Regions from separate parts of the Nothobranchius furzeri genome. Here region 1 is linked to region 2. The links are chromatin contacts, called in public Micro-C maps. All regions are on one chromosome and are shown on one strand. The core of a region is the stretch at or near the end of the contact, and the rest is flanking DNA. Distances in the headings are between cores, read along the strand shown. Region 1 holds the start of basp1 (brain abundant, membrane attached signal protein 1). Region 2 overlaps myo10 (myosin X).

Region 1 (6,915 bases), core at 1,659-4,158, 67 kb after region 2:
TCTGCTCCATCTGATCTCCATCCCCTCCATCAGGTTCCTTGTTCGATAACATGTTTGATTCTGTTTCAGTCAGCTGTTGGAATGAGTTTTCAGCTGTTCCGAAGTTGGCTAAAACCTCAGAGATACACACACACACACACACACACACACACACACACACACACACACACACACACACACACACACACACACACACACACTGAGCTGCAGAGGCTGACCATTTACTGGAGTCTCGTGGGCAGACGCTGCCACCTAGTGCTCAACACCGGTAATACAGAAGAGACAGAGCAGCGTTAGAGAACAAACGAGTCACAGAGGAATTAAATAAATGTGTTTTTACTGATCTGACATTTGTCGCTGTTGTTTTTAATTTTAATCAAAGTGAATACATTCTCAGTTTGATCACTGGAGTGTAGTTGTTCTGTTGGATTTAACAAACTGAGGTGAGTCTGGAGGGTTTGGGCGTTTGATTCAAGAGATCAGGGTCATATTTTAGATGTTTTGACTTTATTCTGAAAGCATTTTGAGTTCATCTGGACATCTGATGTTTTCTTGTTCTTGTTTTATTCTCTTGTTGACCCCCCCCCCCCCCCCCCCCCCCCAGGGTTAAAGGTGACTGAAATGAGTTTCCTGATCTGGGCTCACTGACACCCGAGAGACGCTGCTGTGCTCTTCCACATTAAAAGGAAACAATGCAAATTTTTGATTTCTTTCCATAATTCATTTTCTTGAGCCATGTAGTACAGTGGGCAAAAGTATTTAGTTAGCCTCCAACTATGTGCAAGCTCTCCCACTTGAAAGGATGAGAGAGGCGTGTAATGTCCATCGTACAAGACCACTGATAATCTCCCTCCACCAGGGGCTCCATGCAAGATCTCACCCTGTGGGGTGAAATGATCACAAGTACGGTGAGCAGAACTACACGGGGAGGGGGGGGGGGGGATTAGTGAATTACCTGCAGAGAGCTGGGACCAAAGTTACAAAAGCTACCATCAATAACACGCCACCATGAACGTGTCCCCCTGCTTAAGCCAGTACGCTCGTCTGAAGTTTGCTAGAGAACATTTGAATGATCCAGAAGAGCATTGGGAGAATGCCATATGGTCAGAACGCCTGTGCTCAGCTTCTGACCAAGTCCTCCAAACACACCCACATCACCCCGCTTCTCCTCCAGCTTCATCGGCTGCCAGTCAACTTCAGGGTTCATTTCAAGATCCTGGTTCTGGTCTATAGGGCCTTACATGGACAAGCACCATCATACATTGGTGATCTTCTTAGTCCCTACACACCCAGCAGGTCCCTGAGGTCCAGTGATCAAAGCCTACTGGTTGTGCAGCGCACCAGGCTAAAGACCAAAGGTGACAGATCATTTGCTGCTGTGGCCCCCAGACTCTGGAACTCTCTCCCCCTGAGCCTGAGATCAGTGGACTCCTTTAAAAAGCAGCTGAAGACTCACTTGTTCAAGCTGGATTTTGTATGACCTTCTTCACCACTCTCTCTTTATTCTGCTCTCCCCACCTATTCCACCTTCCTCAGGATCCACTGATTTCCCTCTTTCCTATTCACTCTCTCTCTTTCTTTACATTTTTAATCACAATTGTTTATTTTTTGCTCATTTTTTAAATTTTAACCATTTTCTACATTTTTTTTATTTTTACATTTTTTGTTTTTGTGAAGCGCCTCGTGATTTTTATCTTGAGAGGTGCCATAGAAAATATATTTTCTTCTTCTTCTCAGAAGAAACCAAAACATAACTGTTAAAAACTACTCGTTATGTTTGGAGCAGAAAGAATGCAGAGATGCATCCAAAGTACACTGTAAAGCATGGGGGTGGAAACTTCATGATTTGGGGCTTATTTTATGCAAAGGAACTAGGTCAACTGATCCGTGTAAAGGAAAGAATAAATGGGGCCTGGTATCGTCAGATTCTGAGTGAAAACCTCCTTCCATCAGGGTCTTTCAGCACTGCAATGATCCCACACACACTTCCTGGGTAACGAAGGAGTGGCTTCCAGCATTTCAAGGTCCTGGAGTGGCCTAGCCAGTCCCCAGATCTCAGCCTCATTGAAAATATGGAGGGAGTTGAAAGTCTGTGTTGCCCAACGACAGCCGGAGAGCATCACTGCTCTAGAGGAGATCTGCATGAAGGAATGGGCCAAAATACCAGCAACAGTGTGTGAAAAAGACTTACAGAAAATGTTTGTCATTGTTGACAAAGGGTATGTAACAAGTACTGAGATGGACTTTTGTTATTGACCAAATACTCATTTTCCACCATCATCTGTAAATAAATGATTTAAAAATCAGACAATGTGACTTTCTGCATTTCTTTTCTTGTTTAGTCCCTCACAGCTGAAGCATATGACAATCTCAGGCCTCTCATCCTTTTAAGTGGGAGAACTTGCACTAAATACCCTTTTGCCCCAAAAAACAAAATAATCCTTTCAGGAGCCACCTGGTGTGGTTCAGGCTTCTCCCGAGGAGACCCCGGGATAGTCACTCTAGGCTGGCTTTTGTCTGTTTATGTTCAATAATCAGTGGATCATTTCTTCTCTCATTTATCTGGAATCAGGTTCACGGAACCGTGCGCGCGCATGTGTGAACAGCAGGGGGCGCGCAGACGCAACAACCCGGAAAGGAGAATTTCTGAAGGCTGTTAGAGATCTGAAGGAACATTAAGAAAAAATTTGTTCTGCGGGATAAAAACACAAAGGAACAAAAAGAGTCACTTCCGGTTTGACCCCTTCAGAGATAAAAGCCCTCTCTCCGGATGAAATAAACCCATACTAAAGACTTTCTTCACGAATCCTCCTTTAACATATCTGATCCGAACTCCTCTACTCTGGACGTTTTCAGATTGGAGCTTCCACACAAAGCACGCGCGTGCACGCAGCAGTGAGTGCGTGTGCGCGCAGGCGGAGTAGCTGAAGCCGCACCGTAGAGCAGGCACAAGCCGCCGAGCGCGCAGGGGAAGCCGCAGACAGACACCGCAGCCGCTACCTGAAACTGCAAGGGGAGCAGACGGAGGTCGGAACTTCTCAGTCCACGGTAAGACCCGTCCGGTCCCGGTCCAGCCTGGTCCTCTGGGGGGTTCTGGCTTTCTGCTCACATCCTTTTCATTGTCTTCTTCTCCTTTTGGAGACGCGGCCGCGCGCCTGGAGTCTGGCAGAGATTTTCTAAAATCCAAAGTAAATGTGAGAGAAAAGCCTTTAGATGGGATCCGATGTTTAAAAAGGGAGTTTGCTTCTGGAATCATTCACAGGAATGTGCACGAGCTCAAAAAGGGGTGTGTGTACAGCATGGCCTGCACGCGCTCAGATTCTGGTTCGGACTTTAGATCCGTTTGGACCCGTTCTGTCTTTGATGTGTACCGACCAGCCTGGCGCTTGTTTCTATCAGAAACAACTTTATCATTTATTACCTCTGGAGGCTGCTAAAAGGGTGCGTGCGTGGGCGCGCGCGTGTCTAAACAGTTTGTCTCACACCGTTTCCCATCCGGTCCTGGACCACATTATGTCACGATGCAGATGAATTATTAATACCACATTCCTTTTATTGCACTGAGGAGGAGGAGGAGGAGGGGTGGGGTGGGGGTGGGGGGTGGGGGGGCGTGCGTGGGATGAGGATGCACCTGATCCCCCCCCCCCCCCCCCCCCACACACACACACACACACACATACACACACACACACCCCGGCTGTTCATCTTCGTTGATTTGATCTTTCTGCTGCAGCATCAGTCTGGATCTGCTCGTTTCCTGCAGCAGGTCAACTCTCCATCTTCAGACCGTTATTTGCCCGCTTCTTTGTTTGCCGTGGCACGCATGCGCACTGGGTGTAGGGTGTGGACGCGAGATGCCACCTTGCCTATCAATAAGATGGAGAGGAGGGGATGAGGTAGTCTCTGCTGCTTTTTGCTGCTGATCGATTATTTTTGATGAAATTTATATTTTTAACAAAAATTAGATTTTTTTAGGCAGCAGGGTCGTGCGTGTGCGCGTGCGTTAGAAGATTCCGTGTGTTCTCCCTCTCTCACGAGGGCGATGGTGATGATTGTGTGTGGGTGGGTGTAATCAGGATCACTCTGACATTTTTATAGCTCATGTTAAATTTTATTTATCCTGATTTCTCATAATTAAAAACATGTTGTGTAAAACAAAGAAAGAAAAGTCTCTGGTGTCTCCAGATGATCAGACCTTTTTGCGTTTTTATTTGATTTTATTTGCATTTGTCTCATTTTCAAAGATTAGTTGAACTTTTAATGTGGGGATGTGCATTTGTTTAGTCATGTGACAGTGAATAAAATCATTGAAATCATCTCAAAACCATAAATGTGTGTGTGTGTGTGTGTGTGTGTGTGTGTGTGTGTGTGTGTGTGTGTTTGTGTGTGTGTGTGCGTGCATAATAATGTAAATTCAGCTTTAATAATTTTCATTCTATACAAAATCTGCTGATTTTGGAAGCATTAATGTCAGCATATCTGTATCGGCAAATATCGGTTATCGGCCATAACAGTGATCTTAATATCGAATATCAGTATCGGCCCAAAAATTTCATATCAGTGCATCACTAGAGTATTTATTCTGCCAAACATCAGATACCTTCAACCTGATTCTGTGGTTTCCCTCTATGCTTGTTCTGATTGGTCTCCTCCCTCTGGCTGCTGATTGGCTGTTTTAAATTCATCTTTCAGTTCATTCACCTCGTTGGAGGCAGACAAACAGCAGCTTGATGAGTTGCTATGGCGATGACTCATGGCGATGCCTCGCTGTGGTGGACGGCGAGTCGAGAGGGTCAAACGCGTGTGTGGTCATGGTGTCTCATCTGGATCCTGTAGTTCTTTGTCATTTCTGTTGTTTTCTTTGGTTTTGATCCAACAAACCAAAAGAATAAAACGTTTAACAGAGGCAGAACCGTCAAGAGGAAGTTCTTAGAGACAGCAGCAGGTGGAGGTGTTGATGACATCATCACCTGTGTTTGGTATAAACAACTCATCAGCGACGCGTCACGTCCTTCTAGCTTACAGTCATAACTCCAAACAGACGAAAGATGAATAATTGTATCGGTGCTGGATCTGAACCATTTGAAACCAGCTGTTCGCCTGAACCCTGGGGGTTAACTGGAGTCTAAATCAACATGGCTGCCATGGCTAAGCCCAAAAATGACCATGAGCCAAATGGAGCTTCGATCTGGTATCCTCATTGCCTCGTTTTCAGGCAGCTTAACGTTCCTGAACGTTCTACAGAGAAGAACCCAAAAGTTTCTTCTGTAGAAACAACAAAATAAAAAACTTTCTGTGGTCCTGAAACATGAAACCACACAGAGCAGCTCTTCTGCGTCCGTGCTGATGAAGACCCACAGTGCAACAGGCCGGCGTATGAACCAACTCTGGAAACAAATCTTATTTTTACAGCTTAACTCACGTTTCATGTCTTTCAGACAAAACCGTCATCTCCATGACGACTAAGGAGGTTCAGACATTCCCGTTTGCAGACGAAGATTCGCGATGTTCCTCTAAATAAATTAAATTAAGTGGATTTATGTAACATCACATCATTTTATAACATAATTATCCCACTAATGACATGAAAATGCAAACTCCTCCACCATTAATGAAGTCGAGGCGAAGCATCCAGCTGGAAACTCTCTACAGCGTTTGAGCATGGAGGAGTAATCAGCCCACTCACCTGAGCAGCTCGTCTTCACACCTCTGAGCTGAAACTGTTCCTCTGCAGCTCAGCGGTTATTTTCTACAGTGTTTAGTTTTAGGGAGCGATGAGATCACATGTGCAATTGTTGCTGCTGTCACTTGTTTAGACTCTGCTCTACCTGGATGCTGGCGCCACCGTAACAAAGACATGAGTGACATCTTTTCTCTCAGGAGCTGTTGCAAGAAACGGCTCGAGATCTGTCCGGATGGAGGTGGAATTCTGGGAAACTTCCCACACGTTGCTGTGTGAAGTCGTGCTTGAATCTCTGAGGAGAAACCAGGACGATGTCCCGCTGACCCCCCCCCCCCCCCCCCCCCCCCCAACCCTGCTTCACCAGCGCTCGCGCTGCTGGCCTGTCTGGGAAGAGGAAGTTAAAGGTTTCAATTTCCTGTTGGAGGAAGCGTGACTGGGTATTAAAGGTTTCTAGATGTTTACATTAGAGCTGTTTGGGTCAGATGGTTTCTAACGACAGGTCCAGCAGTGATGAACGACGACTTAGTCTCTGTTTGGTTCTGATGACCTCACAGATCATAAATCAGGATTTTCTTTCATTATTCTGATTATTTTGACAGCTTTTGTTTTTTTAGTGTCCATAAAACGTCCCAAGTCCATAAATATTCCTGGTTTTTGGGTCTGGAGCCCTGAAAATCCAGTCTGCAGCAGTGGGAGTTCTGCTTCAGCACCAGCTGAACCTGTTTCCACCTCATAAACTTGTCTTTGACCTGCAGTCGTGTTTCTGCAGCAAAAATGCGACAGAATGAGCGGTCTCCCGGCGCCACTGGAGTTTTGATGGCGATGCCACATGTCCTTGTCCTCGGCAGCTCTTTCACCGCGAGCGCCATCTGTCAGATTGTGTGTCGTCTTCCAGGAAATTACAGCTCAGACCTAAAGCGACAACATTATCTGATACGGACCCTGGTGGGGTTGGAATGAATTCCGTGATCTCCGCTGAATCCCAAATCCACTCCCTCGTCCAGCTGGATGTTTAATCAGTCTGAGGGCAGATGAATGGACAGCCCGCACCGCCTGTCCTGGTCTCTGTGGTCCCATCCAAACAGCAGGAGGAGGTGATAACATGGACATTCATGAGGTTATAACAACCAACCAACCAGCAGCAGGCATTAGAAAGATGCAGACAGCTGGTACTGATCATGTGGAACCACAGAAGTACCTTCAGACCCACACACTCCAGATCACCACATTCA
Region 2 (5,981 bases), core at 816-3,315:
CTTCATAAACTATAGTTTATCAACAAGAACACAATCCAACACTAGTAAACACACACGGACTGGATCACATGACCTCTCTGCCCTAAAGCTAGCCACTGTCCACACTGAGCTGAGGCAGCGCCTAGCTTCTAACTCCCTTTGGTTACGTCAGAGGTTCAGCTTTAGAAACAAGAGAAAGGAACTTTTTACTAGAAAACTGCTGTTATGTGTTTTATAACCAAGTATCCACAATAAGCTTTTCTAATACTGTTTTTGGACAGAATTTTATATGAATTAGAAAAAATATAACCTGCAATTTGCTCTTTAATATTATGATTATTTTCTTACAATTTTAATAAATCCTCACAACTTATCTCACACACACACACACACACACACACACACACACACACACGGGCGCACATAGACGGTCTCACTCAGAGGCTCACCTTGTGTGTGTTTGGTTTGATGCATCGTATGAAGTACGGGTTAGAGGTGCTGAGTGTCGCCATCAGAGAGTGGAGTGAGTCCTGGAAACCATTAAAACCATTAAAACCAGTTTTACAGTAAAATCATCCAACGCTGAATCTCCCTCCTGATCTGTAACCTCAGTTAGTTTGATTCATCCTGCAGAACAATCGAGACCAGAAACCTCCATTTCTAAGAAAACCCAGAATGGAAAAGTACCGAAACAAAATGATGACGGACAGACAGGCAGACAGACAGAATAAAAACAAAAGTTTCAGCCAATAGGAAACTAATAAATACATTTAAAAATCTATTTTACAAAATAATCCAAAAAAGGCTGATGTGAATGTGTTTCAAAATTAAAGCCCTTAATAGATAAATACATGTGGTTCTACAAAATAAAAGTCCCACATAAATTACTCCTAATTACAAAATCTGAATATCCTTACATAAGTAAACTCTGGCTGCTATAACAGCACCACCCAGTGTTTAATCTTTTCTAGGAATGTGCTTTTATTTTGTTCACTTTAATCCAAGATCAAGACTTTTAACGATTTTATAGTAAATAAACCTTTATTGGGCCTCTTTTAGTGCTAATTACCATACAGACTTTAGTTCCAACTAGAACTGGTTTCATATTAAATGACTCTTCTTTACAGCTGAAGGTCATCAGCCCTACAGAACTGCGTCCAGCTGACCTGAGATCAGGTCTGTAGGTGGGCGAGCTGACTCAGGAACTTGCCTTGAACTGGGAGCTGACTGTTGGTCGTCGGTGTTTGAAGCTGCTCTTCAGCGTGTCCTGCTTGTTCCGACTCACCACGTGCTCAAACAGATCGTAGACGAAGTCCAACCTAAAGGGCAGATGTGACCGGTTCACCTTAAACATGGCTGACTCATCTGGTAATAATAAACATCTGGAATCATGACTGGATTAGGTCACCTGGGAGATCAGGAGGTTCTACATTTACATGATTTCCAATAAAATAAAATAAAAAGTCTCATTTCCACAGGGTTGGAAACTAATTTTCTGTAAATTGGAACAAATGTTTAGAAGAAGTGATGCCGAAACAAAGGAGAAAAAAACGAGTTTTAAATGAAGAAGAAGAAAAAAAAGGCACTTTGGGTTTTTAATATTATTACTAAATAATTACAGTAATAATGGAAAAGTGATGTTTTTTTTTTACTTTTCGTTTTTCAAACATCTTCATGTTTATTGGAATTTTCTAGTAAATTATTTAACTGTGAAGTTTAGATTATGATCTGGGAAACCGTACAGCATCCTCTACAGCTGGGGGCAGAGTCATTTATTATTAGAAGAAATAAAATCATTAGAGACGTCTGCAGATGTTCTGTTGTTCCAGCAGCAGAACTCACCTGCTCTCCCGCAGCATGTTGAGGATGTCGTCTCTGAACGTGTCCCTGTTCTTCTCCAGGATGCCCCTTACATCATACACTACCTGGAACCGGCCACCAGGGGGTGGCAGAGGGTCAAAGGAGTAGAGAAGCAAATGAAAAAACACCCAACTACAGGAAAAAACAACAACCCTGATGTGACGCCTTACCTCTCCTGCATAATGTCTGACACCAAAGTAGTGCACCGCCACACGAGGCTTCACGTAGAACGGGTTTTTCTGTGCAGAATAAGAAAGGTGGGTTGGTCCTAAACCATCAAACACTTCCATAACCCCGCCCCCAACCCAGAGGAAACCTACCGAGTGCTGACTGTGAAGCTTCTCCAGTAACGTTCCATCTGTTGCTTTGGGAAAGTGACTCTCCTCGTTCACCAGCGCCAGGAGACCCAGTTTCTGTACAAACCGGTTTATCACCATTAGGAGTTATTTACCAATTTAAAACTCCGAATCTTTCACTTTCACATGTGAAAGAAAGTAAAAGCAGCTGTTTTCAGATTAAAAACCTTCTCAATCAGATCCAGACACTCTCCGTTATCCATCCAGTCGATGTCCTCCCACACCAGACCCTCTCTGCAGGAAGCACAAACACTCGTAAGAACAGCAGAAGAAGAAAAGAACACAGAGCGCATTCCTGAAGCCGGAGACAGGATTTTAACTCTAAATGAGTTTATCAGCTCTTCTTCTTATGGATGCATTAGAAACGTTGATGATGATGCAGCTTCAGAGTCTCAGCCAATCAGAGAGCTGATCCCCCCCACCCCCCACGATGGAGTGGATGTTTGTGTGTTTTTGTTCTTTTTCCACCACAGTTTTGATGTTTTCAGCCTTCAGACAGGAAGCAGCCGGACTTTGGTGGGTCAGCAGGATGTTTTCTGATGCATTCTGGGTAAGGTTGCAGGAGAGGCGTAGAAATGCCTGTTTTCATTCATGACTCATGTGCTAGCCTTAGCTTTAGCCGCTAACCGGTTCTAGGGGAATACGTTCCAGAGTGAACTCCGAGCCGTGCGCGATGTCCACACCGAGCTGTACGAGTTTCTACGAGGGATTATTTCACAGCTCCAGATTAAAAAGCTTCCACCTACTTGTTGTATTCAAGTTGCTCCAGAGAGAAAATGTGCTTGTTAAAATATTCCTGCAGCTTCTCGTTTGCATAGTTGATGTTGAACTGCTCGAAGCGATTAACCTGCAGGGAACAAAGTCCATCGCATTAGTCCGGTAACAGCTGACAAAACGGCTGCTTTTTGGTGATTTGTCTGATTCACGACTAAAACACAAAGTTTGGGTTTATAATAATTATAGTAATAATAATGAATTTAATTTATAATGCCCTTTATTTCAAAAGACCTTAAAGGGCTGCAGGCAAGCAAAAACCCTAGGATACAGTTGAGGGATACAAAGGTAACAGGTTAAAACCTAAGCTGAGCGCCAGCTCGGGTTTAAAAGCTTTGCTAAAAAAGAAAATGTCTGAAGATGACTTTAAAACAGGCAGTGGGCTAAGGAGTCCTCAGGGTGCCAGGGAGGGAGTCCACAGTCGAGGGGCAGCGACCTCCCTGGGTCTAGAGGTTGGATCTGGGAATGTGCAGGTCGTCAGGGTGTGCTGAGTGGAGGTCACAGGCGGTGTGATGGGAAAGTTCCTTTAGGTGAGAGCGTGTGTGGCCCCGGATGCACTGGTGTGTTAGGGCGCAAACTGTTCAAATCTCATCTAACTCATCATTTTAAAACATATTTTGGGTAATTTTCCCTTCAAACTCACCTCAAAGTTCTCAAAACCAAAGATGTCCAGGATGCTGATGGATTTGAAGTCCTCTTTTCCTCGGATTCGGTTGTTGAGCTGATGGATGATCCAGTTGAAACACTGGGAGTAAAGAGCCATGGACATGGAGTCCCGGGAATCCACCGCCTCCATGAACACACCCAACCACAACACCCTTAGGTTTGTTATTTAATATTTAGTCATCTCTGCTTACACAGTCATATTTCCCATATTAAAGCATTTTCCAGGATTTGGAAACTTGTGAGAGAGCTGATTGGCTGACAAACACCTAAACATCAGCTGACCTGTTCAACAGTGAGTGGAGTGGAGATCTCCTCCCCCCTGAGGATCATGGACCGGTGGGTCAGAACTTCTGCCAGCTGCTCCGAGTTCAGACCCAGAAGTTCTGACGTCCAGCTGAGAGCTGCAGAGGAAAACCGTCCTTCTGATCAATAATCTGTCCTGAAGACCCGTAACCTACAGTCAGGATTAGGATTAGGGATAGGAGGACTCTTACCTGATTTGTGCGAGACCTGCGCCCCCCCCGCCGTCATGAACTCGATGTTGCCCGCATGAAGAATCCCGGCCAGGAGGCGAAGGACCTCACTGATGTTTTCCTCGGAGAACTGCATAGTCCGCATGGCGTTCTGGAAGGAGCGACGATGAGATGGAAGAGAAGCTCAGGTTAAACTGACCAGATTCTGGGTTCTGGTTCAGATCCAGAGAGTTTGGGTCAGAACCAGAAGATCCATCCTGAGGAGATGATTGGCCCTCAGAGGTTTAGGCCGATCTCAAACAGGCTTCAGTTTCTTCAGAGAGATCACTTAAGTTTTTAATTAAACTCCAATCCTTAAACATATTTATGTTGACGTTAGAAGAATTATTAGTTCAGGCCCAACCGGGCTTCCGTATGAAAACAGCAATCACACCAGAACATCCTGGAAAGTTCCCTCATCATTGATCGTCCTGTCGCCGAGGCAGCTGGACTGTCTCAGGTAGTGGTAGTTCTCAGGCTGGGTCAACCCGAACGACTCTGCAAACACACACACACACACACACACACACGCACGCACGCACGCACACACACACACACACACACACACACACACACACACACACACACACACACACACACACAAGATTAATACCCCAGATAATCTCCAACAGTCTGAGAACAAAAACAGAAAGTCGAGACGATTCTGCAGATTTCGTGTTTTTGTCTCAGCTGAACCTTAAAGACCAAGTTCACCGGTTTTCCAACACATCTGCAGTGGGATATACGAATGTCTTGTGAGGTGATTTCTGCGAGAAAAAAAGCTCTGGTGCTCCTGTTTCAGGAACTAGAAGTTAGCCGCATCAGAGCTGAGCTTAACAAGACAGGATTTGGAGTCTTACTTCCTGATATTTGGACATCTCTCCTCTGATTGGCTAACAACCGCACAACTCTACCACTGACTCTGCTTGCTCTGCAACGTTGATGTTTTACCTCCACAAATAAAAGCCTGGAGGATTTCTGTTATGTGGTGGAGTTGCTAATGCTAACAGTTAACTTCTACTAGCAGAGATGTTCTCAGCTGTTTCCTGGACGCTAAACCAACAACAGCCTTCCCCCTCATGAGTCCAGATGGGTGACTCCATGAATGTTAAGTGACATTGTGACGTAAATCTGTCAAGATTTTCTAATCCTGGAGTTTCACCGTCTGTTTTCTATCAGAAGCTAATGCAGGAGATAGGTGTAGGAGACTATTCTCATGTTCAGCCTGCATGAAACAGAGTAACCCTTTATAACATAATACATTGTTTTTAGTGATCTTGCTCTTTAATAACTCACCTCTCTGCTGCCAGTTGGCTCCGGCTAATATGGCATAGAATATGTGATAGTTTCTCTCTCCTGGGTTCTGACGCACAACCCGGTTCTGCAGAAGAATGAAAGGACCGGTTACTACACCCGTTCATGTTTGAGCTGGTGTGAAGTCTGGTTGAAAAAACCAACCAGCTCCTTTATTTAGTAAATAAATGTTTCCCAGCAGCTTAGCAGATGTTTTTATTCTCCTGTTAAACCGGATTCTGCTGCAGCAGGAAAAACAATTACAGGTTTGGTGGGAAAATGAATCATTCTTACTTTTTCTAGGAGATCTGTGGTTGGAAAACGGTCAGTCAAGGAAAAGAGCAGTCAGCCAGGAGGCAGGAACACCAGGGCAGACCAAATACACTCATCATGTTAGCGTTAGCATGTTACCATGTTGATCTTTGTTCAGATTAGCCTAGCATTAGCAACTTCAGGGAAGTTGCAGTTAGTATACATCTGGCTTTTGTTACCTAACCTGTAGGTAACCTGATGTAGACCTGACTTTAGTAAGCTATGCTAG

Evidence for each region. Hi-C and Micro-C count contacts between places; a contact is called where the count stands out from the background.
Region 1: a Micro-C map of tail fin shows a contact between it and region 2, with 6 times the contacts expected there. The contact joins the promoter of basp1 here to the enhancer-like site in region 2. A contact is called at or near these places in 2 of 2 Hi-C or Micro-C datasets (skeletal muscle and tail fin).

What each region holds. Positions count from the first base shown.
Region 1 is chr11:35,573,709-35,580,623 of NfurGRZ-RIMD1, forward strand. It overlaps basp1 (brain abundant, membrane attached signal protein 1), which reads left to right and starts at 2,909. Exons shown (of 2, transcript XM_015956535.3): 1 at 2,909-3,048. It overlaps myo10 (myosin X), which reads right to left and starts at 21. Exons shown (of 40, transcript XM_054747026.2): 1 at 1-21.
Region 2 is chr11:35,507,801-35,513,781 of NfurGRZ-RIMD1, forward strand. myo10 (myosin X) reads right to left here. Exons shown (of 40, transcript XM_054747026.2): 7 at 5,735-5,748; 8 at 5,444-5,528; 9 at 4,542-4,645; 10 at 4,130-4,259; 11 at 3,918-4,036; 12 at 3,613-3,759; 13 at 2,942-3,042; 14 at 2,363-2,429; 15 at 2,160-2,252; 16 at 2,010-2,078; 17 at 1,822-1,904; 18 at 1,190-1,298; 19 at 429-509. Among protein-coding and RNA genes, the nearest start is that of marchf11, 25 kb to the left of the region's middle. Within about 2 kb of position 2,066, at least 1 of the 3 cell types and tissues checked has an H3K27ac peak or open chromatin away from gene starts, as enhancers often do. A contact at or near this core is called in tail fin, where this site is marked.